2 separate regions of the Canis lupus genome follow, and region 2 is linked to region 1. A link is a contact called in public Hi-C data. All regions are on one chromosome and are shown on one strand. The core of a region is the stretch at or near the end of the contact, and the rest is flanking DNA. Distances in the headings are between cores, read along the strand shown.

Evidence for each region. Hi-C and Micro-C count contacts between places; a contact is called where the count stands out from the background.
Region 2: a Hi-C map of blood shows a contact between it and region 1, with 2.8 times the contacts expected there. The contact joins the promoter of TCP1 here to the promoter of SOD2 in region 1. A contact is called at or near these places in 2 of 9 Hi-C or Micro-C datasets (both in blood).

The regions. Positions count from the first base shown.
Region 1 is chr1:49,455,380-49,463,294 of UU_Cfam_GSD_1.0, forward strand. It overlaps SOD2 (superoxide dismutase [Mn], mitochondrial), which reads right to left and starts at 4,228. Exons shown (of 5, transcript XM_038526471.1): 1 at 3,933-4,228; 2 at 3,436-3,638. The coding sequence starts at 3,955. It overlaps LOC111090685 (a long non-coding RNA gene), which reads left to right and starts at 4,392. Exons shown (of 3, transcript XR_005353090.1): 1 at 4,392-4,703.
Region 2 is chr1:49,587,814-49,595,728 of UU_Cfam_GSD_1.0, forward strand. It overlaps TCP1 (T-complex protein 1 subunit alpha), which reads right to left and starts at 3,523. Exons shown (of 12, transcript XM_038526480.1): 1 at 3,296-3,523; 2 at 2,369-2,454; 3 at 2,040-2,168; 4 at 530-627; 5 at 43-153. The coding sequence starts at 3,359. It overlaps MRPL18 (39S ribosomal protein L18, mitochondrial), which reads left to right and starts at 4,341. Exons shown (of 4, transcript XM_038526491.1): 1 at 4,341-4,555; 2 at 4,798-4,984. The coding sequence starts at 4,462. It overlaps LOC119869912 (a small nucleolar RNA gene), which reads right to left and starts at 377; the gene lies at 238-377.

The sequences.
Region 1 (7,915 bases), core at 2,978-5,477:
GCTGCTCTTTCTATGTCTCTGCCCCTCTCTCTCTCTCTCTCTCTCTCTCTCTCATGAATAAATAAATAAACCTTTAACAAAAAACAAAAAAAAGGAAGATTTCAGCAACGATGAGAACAGACACAAAACAGTGACACACTGACATGTGTGGTTCCATAAACAGACTAAATGATAAATTTTCAGGGGTGCTTGTGTGGCTCAGTCAGTAGAGCATGAGACTCTTGGTCTCCAGGTGCTGAGTCCGAGCCCCATAAGGGAGGTGGAGTTTACTAAAAATAAATAAAAGTTTTTAAAAATAGATTTTCAGCTCTCATTTTCTACAATTCATCAGAAAATAGTTCAACATTACAATAACCAAAAAATTCATCATATTCAAAACTGAAACTCTAGATTTTCAAACCCAAACTTACTCTCCAAATGGCCTTCCCCATCCCACGAAGTGCCAGCTGTTTTCTCAGGACATTTCTGATAACTTAGTCATTTCTTACTCCTTTTCTCTCACACACCACATTCAATCCAACATACCCACCGGCAAAGCCAGCTCTACCTTCAAAAAAGACTCAGCACCTGATCCCATCTTCCTACCTCTGGTGCAGACCAGCAACATTACCTACCTGCATCCATGCCACCATCCCACACTGGTCTCCTGCTTCCACATGTGCCCCTTACACTGTTCTCAACACAGTGACCAGAGGGCTCCTCTAGACCCCAAAGTGACTATGGCATTCCTCTAGTCAAACCCCTCCAAAGGCTGCTCCTCTCACTCAGAGTGATCCCCTACAATCGGCTTCAAAGATGCACGTCATCTGGTCATCTGACCCTCTGCAGGGCCTCGCTGCCCCAGCTCCAGGCACAATGGCCTCCCTTGCACTTACAAGACAGCAGCTCAGTCTGCTCCCAGTTTAGTTTCCACTGACTGTTGTTGCCTGTACTAGGATACTCTTCCTGCAGATAGCCTCATGACTCGTTCCCACATTTCTCCGTCAAGTCTCCACTGACATGTCAACTTCGTCAGCGAAGCCTTCTCAAACCACAATATACAATGGGCTATTCCCCGCCACTTCCCCTATTCCTTTTTCTTGATAGGACTTAAAACCCCTGGCATACTATTTACTTGTTCATCTGTCTCCCCACTAGAACCAAAGTTCCAATTATAACAAGGACTTCTGGGCATTCTGAGTTCCAAGGGCCAATATACTGCCTCTGACATATCAGGCACTCAACAATGTTTGCTAGCTAGATAAATGAATATATTAAGTGTAATTTTTATGGAAAAAAATTCTGACAGCTATACACAAAGTCACATTTGAAGACTTTTTTTTTTTCTATCTTGTAGGCAAAATATTCTTTTCCAAGTCTTCAAGAAACTAACCTTAACTATTAACAAAAATGGCAATTCCCTTGTTCAATCAAGTCCCAAATGTTCATTATTCACAAAATACTAAGGGGCAAAGTGAAAGACACAAAGTACCACTGAGAGCTCAGTGCTTAGGGAGTTTACATAATAGAAGTTCTCTAATCTGCTCTTAGGGCATACCTCAGAGAAGTGAGGGCCAAGTGATCTCAGAATACACAGACCCTCTGTGAGAGCGGTTTTAAGATGCCACCTTCTTGTTATGTTTACAAAACAATTTTCTTGGGCAGTCCCAGTGGCTCAGTGGTTTAGCCTGATCCTGGAGACCCTGGATTGTGTCCTACGTGGGGCTCCCTGCATGGAGCCTGCTTCTCCCTCTGCCTGTGTCTCTGCCTCTCTCTCTATGTCTCTCATGAATAAATAAATAAAATCTTTAAAAAAAAAAAAATTTTCTTGCTGACCACTGTCTCTCTTAGTAATTATTCTAAGGAAGTCACTCTAAAAGTTTCATATTGGTTTTTAATAAGTCAACAGTAATTAATACTTCCCAATTGTAAAGAAACATGCTTATTGAAAATTGCTTAATGATCTCAATCTCTTAAAGTTTACTTCGTCATTTTTAAATTTTAATATAAAATTGAGGGGGCACCTGGCTGGTTCAGTTGGTACAGCATATGACTCTTGATCTCGGGTTGTAAGTTTGAGCCCCACAACAGATGTACAGCTTATATTTCAAAAAAATAATATTAATAATAAGAGAAATTTGGGCAGGGCCTTACTATTTGCTTTTAAAAATATTTTTCTTGGGACTCCTGGGTGGCTCAGAGGTTGACCATCTGTCTTTGGCTCAGGGTGGGATCTAGTCCTGCATCAGGCTCCCCACAGGGAGCTTACTTCTCCCTTGGCCTAGGTCTCTGTCTCTGTGTCTCTCATGAATAAATAAAATCTTTAAAAAATAATAAAAACTTTTCTTAAGTTCAACATTTTCTTTGGTTTCAATTTTTTTCCTGTTAAATACAATAAAAGTTAAATACTTTTGTGTGAAACTTATTTATATACTTGTCATGAGATTGATGACGTTATTTCACTTAATACTTTTGCCCCAAATTTTCAAACATGAAAATCTAATTCTTCAATAGTCTTTAAAATATATATATATTTTTAAATAAAAGAAAACTCTGCAGGTACTCATGATAGTCAACAAAACACAACATAATGCAAAGTTTTTTTTTTTTTTTTGTCAGCAGCTTTCATGAAACAAGTAAAGGTATGATTGCACAATGGCTGAAATGAAGTTGTTTTTAAAATATTGAAGAGAATGGCTTGCCTTGTCAGATGTTGTCATCCAGGAAACAATTTCACAACTGGGATATTCCCACCTTGTCATCATTACCACATCTTTACCAAATTTGTTATTCTCTAAAACCCTTTTCCCGTTCAAATCACCCCACCTTTTTCCCAGTACTCAAGGTTTCTGTCACAAATCTTCCAGAATGTGGCAACTTCCTTTTGTTTTTGTTTAGCCAATTACCACATACAATCAGGCTGAAATACTGCATTTTCCCACTAGATGCCCCCAGTCAACAAGATGTCACCGTCTGAAATTTACTCAACAAATTTCAGGGGCTCTAAAGTCAATAAAAAGAAAGGGAAAGCACTTTTTAAAAAAAACTATGCAGCTTATTAAGCAATACGTAGAGTGAATTATTTTTCTAGTACTTTCTGATTTCTCAGTGCACTGATTTTTTTCAATGCCACTGATTAACAGGCTGAGAAGTGTAACACGGTTCTGTATGGAGACATGAAAACACAGATTCTGGAACACACGCCCGCAGGCACACAAAAGTCCACACGTTACTGTTCTGTCACCTGAGCTCTTTAGGGGAAACAAACAAAAAAAAGTGTAAGTGTCTATTATATGGTAATACTGAATTCTACGTATTAGTAGATAGTCACAGGCCTGTTCCAATTTCCCACAAAGTGAGTGCTGTCCTCGTGAGTGCTGGCGCCAGGTCAACCCGGGGGCAGGCGACGCGGCCCCGCCGACCCGCCCGCCCGCCCGCCCGCGGCCCGGCACCCACCCTTCTCCAGCGCCTCCAGATACTTCTCCTCGATGGTGTTCAGGTTGTTCACGTAGGCGGCGTGGTGCTTGCTGTGGTGCAGCTGCATGATCTGGGCGTTGATGTGAGGCTCCAGGGCGCCATAATCGTACGGCAGGTCGGGGAGGCTGTGCTTCTGCCGGGACCCCAGACACCCCAGCGCCGGCACCAGCGTCCTGCTCGTGCTGGAACCGGAGCAGACACACACCGATTCGTTCACGCGTCCACGCAGACCCAGCGCCGCCGGGGCCTTTCCCCCGCCCGCGAGCCCGCCCGCCCGCGCGCCCTCCCGGTTCCCTGAGGCGTGACACCTGCCCCTCAGGCAGCGCCGCCGCCGCGTCCCCGCGACGCCGGGACCCCGCAGGGGCGCTGGAGCCGGGGCCTCGCAGGGAGCGGGCCGGATGGAGGCGGCCGCCCGTGCCCCTCGCCCTCGGGGCCCTGACCCGTGTGCGCGGCGCCGCGCGGCCCCGACGCCTCACCTGAGCGCCGCCCGGGACAACATGGTGAGCGCGCCTGCCAGTCCGCGTTCGGAGACGGAGGGTCGCGCCGACCGCCCGGCGTCCACTGACGCACGTCTCCGGCGGCGCCGCAAGGACACCGCCGTCCTCCACGGGCTCCGCCCCCTGCTCCCGCCGCTCCCACGCCGGGGGGTGCACGGCCCCGGGGTCCGCCCTGCCAGAGCCAGCCCGCGCCCTTGGCCCAGGGAACCCGACAAGGGGGGACTTGAGGTACCTGCCCCAGGGGGTCCGGGGACCGGCGGCGCCCACCCGCCCGTTTCTGGGCGTGTAACCATAGGGAAGGCCGCGCTCTACCCCCCACCCTGGTGGAAGATGGTACGGCCCGCGGCCCCGCCCCCGGGGCCTGTGGCCCCGCCCCTCCGCCGGCGCGGCCCCGCCCCTTGGCTCTCGCTGCCGCAGGGCAGCCGCGGCGTCGGGCGACCTCCCACGAGCGGAGGCTGCGGCTTCGCGGAGCCGCTGGGGTGCGCCCTAGCGGGCTGCTGAGGTCTCTCCGGAACCTGGGTTCCTCAGGGTGCCAGTGAGGTGCCTCAGGCTCCTGGGCATGAGTAAGGTGTAAGAGCCAGTGCCTCTCCAACCGCTGCGCGGAGTGACCTTTCTTTCCGAGTGAATTTGACCTTGGGACAGGAGCCAGGCCCGCGGCGGCCTGATGATAGTGTTACTGGACGCCTACAGTGCTGTGCCAGGGACTACGCTGCAGGGCTTAGATGCATTTATCTCTACGTCGCTCCTAGGGTAGGTACCGTTGATTCCAGACCACACGAATGAGCTCACTGAAGTTAAAGCAGGTTGCCTTGGTCACACCGTTAATAAGTAAAAGACTGGACTAGAAATGAAAGTTCCTACTTTCTTGATCACTAAGCCTTACCAGTCAGGACCTAGTGTTTGTTCTGAGTGACTTCCATAAACCAAAAGCTCGGGAGAATATTTAAAAGTACAACTGAGGATTCTTTGCTACTCTGTCTTATGAGTAGCATCTAATGAGCTGCATCTAATGCTTTCCCAACAATTAGAAGAACAATCCTGAACTGTGTGAATCCTCCCTGTATAGAAGTTAGGAGAGCCTTGCACTATTATTGGCAGAGTTGGGTCCTTATTGATTAGAATAATTTAAGAGGAAGTAGAGAGTAGGTGCTGAATAGTTTCAGCTACTCTCTTCCACGCCCATCTCCACCCCCTTCCCTCCCCAGGGATGACTAGGATTTGGGTTGGGGAATAGCTAAGGGGAACCACTGAGCTGGCTTCTCGGCCAGAGGGCTGGGGCTTGCTGACAGTTGGGAAACTAACCAAGAATGTATGACTGGGTAAAGGAGGAAAATCAGGTTGAGGAAAGGTCAGACATGTGCCTCAAAAGGTTGGTTACAGGAAATCAAGCATTTTAGCAGAACTGAGTGAGACAAGGTAGTTTTTCAGTCAAGGTACTCTGTCATTGATATGGTGAAGGGCAAGCTAGTTAGAAAGCTGTTGTGTGAATCCTAGCTGAGGTCCTAAGAACCAGTTTTAGGGTATTATATATGAGAACTGGAAAAAAAAAAAAAGGAGGACATTTTAAAGGATGAAATGACAGAATTCAGCAGCAGATCAGTCACTGATAAAAAGGCTTATTCTAGTGAGAACAAAATATCACTGTAAGGAGATTGAGCCCAGTTAGGCGGCATGGGATGTACTCCTAGTTTGTACAGATGATGATATTTTAATACTTAAATTGACTCCCTCAGGAGACACCCTTTTGAACAAGCAACAATTGCGAGTTAGTGACAGTAACAGTCTGGTAGAAGTGTCTCTAACATCATATCTGTAACAGCTACATCCCTCCAGAAGACAACCCCGACTGTGAGAGTATCTGGATTGAGACCAAGGATTTGGGGAATGCTGGAGTTAAGGAGATTTTTTTTTTTTTTTTTTTTTTTTTGGAGATTTTTTACCTTCTTTGTTGGCCACACCCAATGAACAGGTCTCTTTTTCTTTTTTGCTAGCCACTATATGAAGTACTCATTCAGTATTGGCCCAAGAGTTAAATGCAGTTGACTGGGGTCTGTCCCAAAGTCTTCCAGCCAGCTCAGGGTCTCATCTGCGACATCTGGCATCATAATTGTGCATTTCCCTTGCATAAACTTCCCAAGGCCACTTCACAGCCATCTTCAGACCTAACACAGTTAAACCAACATATTGGCTGGAGGAGGCAAAATATGGGTTGGGATGAAATCCTTTTGAGCCAGTTATTAATTGCATTCATGTTCTAGTGACTGAGTGTCTCAAACACAGAAGAGCATATTCATTCCCTCACATAAAAGCGATCTGAAGTAGGTAGTCCAAGGCTGGGATGACAGTGCCATGAAATTATCAAGGACCCAGGCTCCTCTGTCCTCAGAGTTTCTTCATGATCCACAATAGCTTCTAGAGCACCAGCCATCTCACCTCCTTCCCATGAAGAGGGGAGGACAAAAAGTTAGGCCCCAGTTGTCTCCCTTTTAAGGATTCTTTGTGGTGGATTCACTCAGCAGATTCCACTCAGAAATGAGGCACACTCAAAGAACACATTAAATACCAGAAAAGGAAAGAGGGAGCTTGGTTCATAATGAAAGTGTTTTATTGAACAAGACATATAGGGAGTTAATTGTATCTATAAAGGAAGAAGGGAACCAGTGTTACTGAGCAGCCCCTCATATGTGCTAGGTACTAGCTCAAATGCTCTATATCACCTCTTAATTTTACACATCTCTCTGCAGTGGCTTATCATTCTTCCTTTGCATGAAGACAGTAGACTTGCCCATGGTCACACACACAGCTTGTAGGTAGTAGAGCTGAGCTTTGAATGTAGGGTGCTTCCTCTGTTAACACTGACGTAACCCTGTGCTTTTAAACAGCTGCCACTCCCTCTCCCACATTCCTTGCACCAATAAAATTGAGCTCAATCTTATCTTGTTTGTGTATAGCTCAAGTATTGAAACTCCCCCATGTTTCTTTTTTTTTAAGAGTTTATTTTTGTTTAATTGACAGAGAAAAAGCACAAGCAGGGGAGCAGCAGGCAGAGGGAGACAGAGAAGCAGGCAACCCACTGAGTAGGGAGATGCCACCTGAGCTGAAGGCAGATGCTTAACCAATTGAGCCACCCAGGCAACCCTCCCCTCCCATGTCTCTTCCTGACATGTTCCTATCTTCTCAGCTCCTGACTGATCTCCAGACTCATCCTTTGCATATGATTCAAGTCATAATTCTTGGACCTGAAACTTGATATTGCTCCTCTGTTTTCATGCTGGGTTGTGTCTTCAATCACATTAGCTTCTTAGCCTCAGTGAAAACCCAGCTTCCTAGAGCTGCCTTTGGCACTGGGTCGCCTGACTCTTCCCAGCCTTGTGGGCCATAAACCTGAGACTCCAGAATGGAGGAGGGTAAAAAGAAAGATCACTCTATATTTAGAGTCCAACAGATCCCTCCATAAAGGCTATGCAATATCTATCCTTTAAGGGGAATGGATAACCCACCATCATAACTACTCCCATGTGTATTAGAGTTGCCCCGAGAAACAGAATTGATATGATTTGTATATATGGAGAAAAAGAGATGTATTAAGAAACAGAATTGAGGGACAACTGCATGGTTCAGTTGGTTAAGTGCCCGACTCTTGATTTCTGCTCAGGTCATGCATAATCTCAGGGTCATGAGATTGAGCCTGGCATTGGGATCCATGCTCAGCACAGAGCCTGCTTGGGATTCTCTCTCTCCCTCTCCCTGTCCCCCCCCCACCACCATGTGCTCTCGCTCTCTCTCCAACATAAATAAATAAATCTTAAAAGAAAAAGAAACAGAATCGATATTTGTATATACACAGATAAAGAGATGTATTTATTAAAGGAAATGACTCATGGATTATGGAGGCTGGCAAGTCCAAAATCTACAGTGTAAACTGACAGGCTAGAGACTCAGGACAGCCAATGGTATGAATC
Region 2 (7,915 bases), core at 2,273-4,772, 130 kb after region 1:
CACACGGCATAAAAACTAACCAAGATTTTATCACAAGGATACATTCCAATGATTTTGGAAGACATCGACGTCTTAGCAGCATTGATTAGGCAATCTCTTCCAAGTTCATCTGTGTTAATAATCAGATTTTCACTGATGTATCGCACTGCCTCCCTGTTTGAAGTGTGTGGGAGAAAACATTTGTAAATGCACTACTCAAACTTTGTTTTACCAAAGTGTCAAAATATCTTAGGCACCAATTTTCTGTTTGGCCATTTCATATAGGAGGAGGACACAAATAAATCCTCCCTCTTCAGATCATGGCAATTTTAATCTATCCCATAAGCATAGCCACCAAAATCTATTATTGGGAGAAAATGTGGTAGTCAAATGGGAAAAAAGATGCTAGCCTTATTCTTACTCCAGATATTATTACTAAAATAGCACTTTTTCAAAATAAAATTTAGTCATTAACATTTAAAGAACACAGACTATTTACAACTATAACATCACATAATGTAAAATTTCCTCTGAATGCAAACAATCTTACTTGCAAGCAAGTCGATAGCCACTAATAACTGATGTGGGATGAATTTTCTGTTTGACTAGTTCATCTGCATTTTTAAGAAGTTCTGCTGCAATAATAACCTGTTGAGAAAATATTCACTGCTTTTAGTCTGACAATATGTGCAACACATATGTAAAAACAGCACTAAAATGACTACCTACAATTAATCAGAGTGCCAATGATGGTGAATAACTGGTTATTGGGAACCTGAAAAAAAGTCTACTACTCCGATAATCTTTATTACTTTAAATTTTTACTTGGTTTACTTTTTTACTTTAAAAATCATTCTTCTGGGGACTGCTGGGTGGCTCAGCAGTTTAGCGCCGCCTTCAGCCCAGGGCGTGATCCTGGAGACCGGGGATCGAGTCCCACACTGAGCTCCCCGCATGGAGCCTGCTTCTCCCTCTGCCTATGTCTCTGCCTCTCTCATGAATAAATAAATAAAATCTTTTAAAAAATCATTCTTCTAAGGACATTAAAGAATCAAAAATTCAGTCTGGCTCTTCTAGGGAAAATTAAAATCACTTTATTTTAAAAATCATATTACTGTAAACAAGTTACTTAAACTATTTTCATTATTTCAGAAAAGGTAGATTCCATTCCATTCTTTCATGGTTTGAAGTTCAATCTACAAATATAAACATTTTCCCTGCAAATCACTGCCTGTTTTTTTTTTTTTTTTTTTTTTTTTTACAGCAAATTATTTGTTCCTTATCATTCTGAACTTAGGAGTTTGCCTATCAGGATTTAATATAAAAACACCTTAAAAAAAAAAGCCCAGTAACATTTCTCCCCTAACTTAAGAATTTAGGAACTTCTAAGTTTCAGGTAGTAAGGAGAAAACAAAACAAAATTTTTAAAGTAGGCTCCACACTCAATGTAGAGTCCAATGTGGGGCTTGAACTCACAACCCTGAGATCAAGATCTGAGCCTGAGATCGAGAGTTGGACGATTAACTGACTGAGCTACCCAGACATCCTGGAAACAGAACATAAAACAAACAAAAGCCCTGTATGTGATGTATAAATATTGTTGTAGCTGAAAAACTCACAAACCATTTGAAAACTCACATTTAAAATGACTGTACTATATTACCTCTTAAGCTTCTCTCCTTTAAATCCTACAAACTAGCAGTAAATATTGATTTTAAATTCTGTTTCTAAATCACTATCCCAACTTAAATTTTCTCCCTCTCAAGTATGTACCTCATCTGACTGAGAAACAAACGACTTACTTCTGGCTGCACTTTGTCAAGGTTCAGTTTTAGGAAAACAACTAATCTAGGGGCTCCTGGGTGGCTCACTGGTTAAGTGTCATCCTTTGGCTCAGGGCCTGATCCCGGGTCCCGGAATAGAGTCCCACATAGAGCTCCCTATAAGGAGCCTGCTTCTCTCTCTCTGTCTTCTCATAAATGAATAAATAAAATCTTAAAAAAAAAAAAAAAAGGAAAACAACTAATCTATAGCGATCTAGCAGGTGACAAACTACCTACCACTGAGGTAGTTCCATCTCCCACTTCTTTGTCTTGCAGATCTGCCAGCTCACAAAGAACTTTAGCTGCAGGATGTTCCACCTCCAGTAACTTCAGGATGGTGGCACCATCGTTAGTAATGGTTACATCCTAAGGAATTTGCAGGGAAGAAAAAAAGACAACACAATCAACTACAAACAGAGAACCTCCTCTAAATGAACACAAGCCCACCAGCCCCTTAACAACACCTTTCGATATCAGCATTGTGATAAAAACAATTCATGGCGCTAAATATTTAAGCACTGTTATTTTTTGTTAAAGTCACAAACACAACATGTAGGTGTACTTACACCAATATCATCAACCAACATTTTATCCAAGCCAACTGGACCAAGAGAGCTTTTTACAATATTGGCAATAGAAGCCGCAGCCATAACTGCAGGAAAAAGAAAAAAAAAAAATTAAATCCACTGCTCCAAATGACGGCCATTTCATTTCGGCCTAAAGAAAGTGACAGCCACAGCCTTTGCATTTTCCAAATATACAAATCAATCCGAAATACTTAAAAGGGTAAGATGGGCAGGCATCCATGACTTCAAAGCGAACACGCTTGCAAAAGAGGCTTAACTGCAGCAAACGTGTGAATCCGTATCGTTTGCCAGGATGAACTCGTCCTAAGTACCACTCACGCGAACGTTCAACCGAAATTTCGCCGGTCAACCGTACGGTAAGAACCTGTCAGCGATGCGTGCAAAGAACTGGGTCTGGACGCGGGCACCGGCGGCTACCACCGCAGGCTCGAACCAGCAGGTTCTACAACGGGCAAGACATCCGGGTCGCGGCCATTCGCTCATCAGGAGAGCGAGCAGTTAAAGCTCGTCTTTTCCTGGGTAATGGCCCTAAAACGAGGCCCAAACATGGAGTTAGGCGCTCCTGCAGGTTAGAATCGGAGGCGCAGGGCGCCCGGCCCAAAGGGGACTCGAGGCGTGACGGCACGTGTCACTGCAGGGCTGGGCGGCCCAGGGCCCGGGGATCCGCTGCCGACCACAATCGGCAGGGCTGTGCCCCCAAACGTGCGGGGCTCTCCGCAACGCCTTGCGGACGGCGAGAGGGCGCTGCCGCCCCGCCCCGCCCCGCCCCGCCCCGGGGAGCCCCGCGAGGCGCATCCCGGACCCTCCAGGACGGAAGGGGCGCGGTGGCGGCCCGAGCCGAGCGGGCTGGGGGCGGGGGCCCGCCCCGCCGTGGGCCCGCCCGGCACAGGCCTCGTTCGCGCTTACCGTTCTGGGAGCGGATCGCCTCCCCGGTGCTGCGGTCTCCGAACACGGACAAAGGCCCCTCCATCTTGGCGGCGGGGTGCACGTCGAGGTTCACGCTGACCGCGGGCAACCAGCGTCTGGATCCCAGGCCCGGCGGCGGCCACTGCAGCGCGGCGGCGGCGGCTACGGCGTGGAACGGGGCCGAGCGAGGCCGCGGGGGCTGCTGGGAACACCGCTGCCGCGGCCGGGCCGCGGGGCAGGGCGGGAAGGAAAGAAAGGGCGGGGGGAGCGAGAGTGCGAAGGAGCCGGAAGTGAGGGGGCGGGAGAAGGCGGGAGCAGCACTTTCGCCCAATTAGAGAGCGAATGAGCAGGGCGCGAAGGCAGGAGAACGGAAGTCAGGATCGCGCACTGGAGGAGGAAGGAGGTGCACGGTTGAGGCTTCTCTTCCCCTCCTGCGGGAACGGGTTGCGCGTGCGCGCTTGCACCTTCTAGTGCTTTCTAGAAAAAGTGGACGGTGGGGCGGAGCTTGCAGTTGGGGTGTGACGAGAGGGCGGGCCTCTCCCGGTTCGGCTGCACTCCTGAGCGAGTTCGGCAGGTTCCCTAAGGGTCTTCAGAGAGAACGTGGCGAGTCGGGGCTGACTTCCGAGCCCACGAGCATACGCTTGGGGGCCTGAACCTGGGTGGGACGGGCCAAGTGCTTTCTACGAGGAAAATGGCCACCACGGTTTCTGGAGAGAAACTGCATCTTGCGCTGCGCCGGTTCCTCCCGTTGCCCAGCGGGGCCGTGTGTGGATCTGACCGCGGTCGGCAGACGCTTTGCGACCGCAGGACCAAATAAGGCAACGTGAAGTTACGGGTGCCTCGCGCCTGCCGGTCCGGCGAGACGCCGCCCGCGACCTAGCGAGCTGCGCCCCGCCCCCCGCGCGGTGCTGCGAGGTGGTTGGCGGGCTCCAGCGTAGCGTGCGCCTCTGCGTGGGCAGTGATTGGAGGAGCCGAGGTGACTGATCGCTCCGTCGGCCACTCGGCGACCCGGCTCGCCAGTTCCGGGCGGAGGCGTCGGTGACCCCGGGGAACCCCGGGGAACCAGTTCTCCCTGAGTCAACATGGCTGCGGCCGGCGAGCGGCTGGGACGCCGGTGAGGGGAGGACGTGAGGCTTTTCCGAGGCGTAGCCCGCGATCCCTCAGCGATGGCGCTCCGCTCGCGGTTCTGGGAGTGCCTGTCGGTTTGCAGAAACCCCGGGAATTCCCATTTCTCTCAGACGACTCCTCGGGGGCTGCACAGTAAGTGTGCACATGCAAGTCGTGTTTTGTAGTCCACCCCGCCGAGCAGCTTACGGGCCGACAGCGCTGTGACGACAGTACTAGGACCTGTGATGACTGCGTCCCGTGACCAGACTTCCCTCCCTCCCTCCCTCCCGGGGAGCGAGGATTCGGGGAGTGGACGGGGATAGCGGTTGGGCCTTATTCCCGTTTTGTCCGTGTGTGTCAGTTTTTAAGATACGCGTGGTGGTTCCCGTTCTTAGGGTGTGGGGTCGCAGCGCTGTCAACGAGTGCCGAGCCCGCGGCGAAGCCTGAAGTGGACCCTGTGGAAAACGCAGCCGTCGCCCCAGAGTTCACCAACCGGAACCCCCGCAACCTGGAGCTCCTAGGTGTGGCCAGGAAAGAGCGGGGTTGGGGGACAACCTGGCCCTCCCGGGAGTTCTGGCACAGGTAACTGCGGCGGCCGGTTAGCCGACCGACGGAGCAGTGCACGCTGCCCTGCAAAGCGTTCCTCAGCTCAGTCCACAGGCCGGATACTTGTGGCGATTCTCTTCTCGGGAAACCGCCGTTTGGTGGTGGAGGAGGGTTCAGTGGCCGGGGGCGGGGACACAAACCAACAATAATGGAAGTAAATAAATGAATGTCAGGGAGAAAATTTAAAGAGGATGATGTGAGGTTGGGGAGCCTGGGTGCCTGCTAAGGCCCCTTCTGAAAGATAAGGTAACCTGCCGAGAAGAGCACTCCCAGCAGAAGAAACGGCTGGGGTGGGTGGGAATGGGAATCCTTTCCTAAGGACTATATAAAATCGTAACAGGAAGTTAGAGTCATAACTATGATATATTCATTCCACAAACATTAGGCCTATGGCACTTCATAGGCATTGTGCTAGATGCAGGAGATGCAAAGAAAGTAGATTTCATCCTTGTTAGCAAAAATTTTAGGTTTTGTTTTGGAAGATGGAATAGGGATAATAAAATTTTACGATTGCTGTGATGCGTTTTTACTTAGTGTTCATAGGAGGAGTCAAAGAAAGGGAGTAGGTAGGTCACTTTTGAAATAATTTGGATCTTAAGTCTAAAATTCTTTTGAAACCCAACCGTTTCAACTTAATATTTGGACCATCTAAATAGAGATGTATTTTCCCACTTTTTTAATTTCCTATCTGCTATATTCACATTATCATCAGTATGGAATTTTGGCATATTATAGTGGGAAGTGACCTCAGAGAAGATGAGTCCTGTGCCTTTGTTGGACAAAGGTTCAACAAATGGTTTAACATACAGATCAGCAAACGATGGCCAATGGGCCAAAGTTGGCTTGCAAACTAAAAATTTCTTTTTTAAAGTGTGAAAACAAATTTCAAAAAATAATATTTTGTGACGTGAAAATTATATAAAATTCAGATTTCATTATCCACAAAGAAATTTTTTTTTTAATTTTTATTTATTTATGATAGTCAGAGAGAGAGAGAGGCAGAGACACAAGCAGAGGGAGAAGCAGGCTCCATGCACCGGGAGCCCGACATGGGATTTGATCCTGGGTCCCCAGGATCGCGCCCCAGGCCAAAGGCAGGCGCTAAACCGCTGCACCACCCAGGGTTCCCCACAAAGAAAATTTTATTGTAACATACCACCACTCATTCTCACCTGGCTGTTCTAGTGTTAACTGTGGCTGAGTTGAGCAGTTGCAAGAGACCCTACGGCTTATAAAGCTTAAAGTATTTACTATCTGAGACTTTAGGGAAAAGGATTGTTGACCCTTGATTAAGAAATTGTGATTTTTCACTAGGGCTTCCAGCAAAACCAGGTGTAGAACCCACATTTCTCAATCTAGTGCTTTTTCTGCTGTTTCACACTAAGAATCCTAGTGTGATCTCTAATTTTAGTGTTTTCTTTAACGTGAGCTTAATTTTTAAACGTGTAATATAAACATATGCTATAAAATCCAAAGGGGGGATAGTTTGTGTATCCTTTTAGAGAGAATTTGTGTATACCGGTATAAACTTATAGTTTTAAATTACAAATCTTAGCACACCATGTACACTGTTATTCATCTGAATCCTCTCCGCTCCCTTCAAAATACATCTTGGAAATCCTTTATGGTGTTTAGGAACATTAATTCTGGGGCCAAAACCCTGGACTGAAGTCCTAGCTCCATTACTTACCATTAGTTGTGATCTTGTTAAAGTTTCTAAACCTTTCTGTGTCAGTTTCTGTGGCCTTAAAAAAAAAAAAAAAAGATTATGGGCAGCCCTGATGGCTCAGCGGTTTAGCACCGCCTTCAGCCCAGGGCCTGATCCTGGAGATGCAGGATTGAGTCCTGCATTGGGCTTCTTGCATGGAGCCTGCTTCTCCCTCTGTGTCTCTGCCTCTCTCTCTTTCTGTGTCTCTCATGAATAAATAAAGAAAATCTTTAAAAAAAGAGAGATTATTTTGAAACATGAGCTATCCCAGTAAACAAGACCGTGCCTGACATAGTAGGCACTCAATAAATGGTCAGCAGCATTCTTTCTGGTAACTATAGAATACCACTGCATGGATGTTTTAGTTAGCTAGCTCCATACTGATGATTACCTTAGTGATCCAAACCATGTTGCAATGAATTGCGTATGCATCTCATCAGTGACCTGAGTGTATTTTCATGGGCCTAAGTATTAATATTTTGTTTCTGGGAATAGTCTGTTCAAATCATTTGCCTACTAAGTTAGTGGGGGTTTTTTATTGAGAGGAGGCTTTTTACAAATGGAAATTAGTCCTTTGTATAATATGTGTTTTAAGTATTTTTTGTTTCTTGCTTGCCTTTTGACTTCAGTTTACTGTTTTTTAAACTGTAGAAAACTGTTTTTTCTTTATAAAAGCTGGATGATATGGTTTGATGTCCTATTTAAATAGGCTTACCCTGAGATTATTAAAAAAAAATCCTGCTTGCTAGTATTCCTGTTTCAGTTTTTAATTTAAACCTTTGATTGCTCTTTTATTTATTTTGGTGTTAGCTGGAAAGTAGAAGCGTAGAATAAGTATATCCTTCCTCATTGGAAAGTCATAACTTATAGCTCTGCCTCCTCGAATCCTTTTTTGAAGTAGATGTTATATAATAATTCTCACATCTGGGATCCCTGGGTGGCGCAGCGGTTTAGTGCCTGCCTTTGGCCCAGGGCGCGATCCTGGAGACCTGGGATCGAGTCCCATGTCGGGCTCCCGGTGCATGGAGCCTGCTTCTCCCTCTGCCTATGTCTCTGCCTCTCTCTCTCTCTCTCTCTCTCTCTCTCTATCATAAATAAATAAAAATTAAAAAAAAATAATTCTCACATCTCAGAAATATCAAATTACTCCTGGATATTTGAGGTTAAGTGGAAGTGTTTGATTTATTGAGGATATTGTC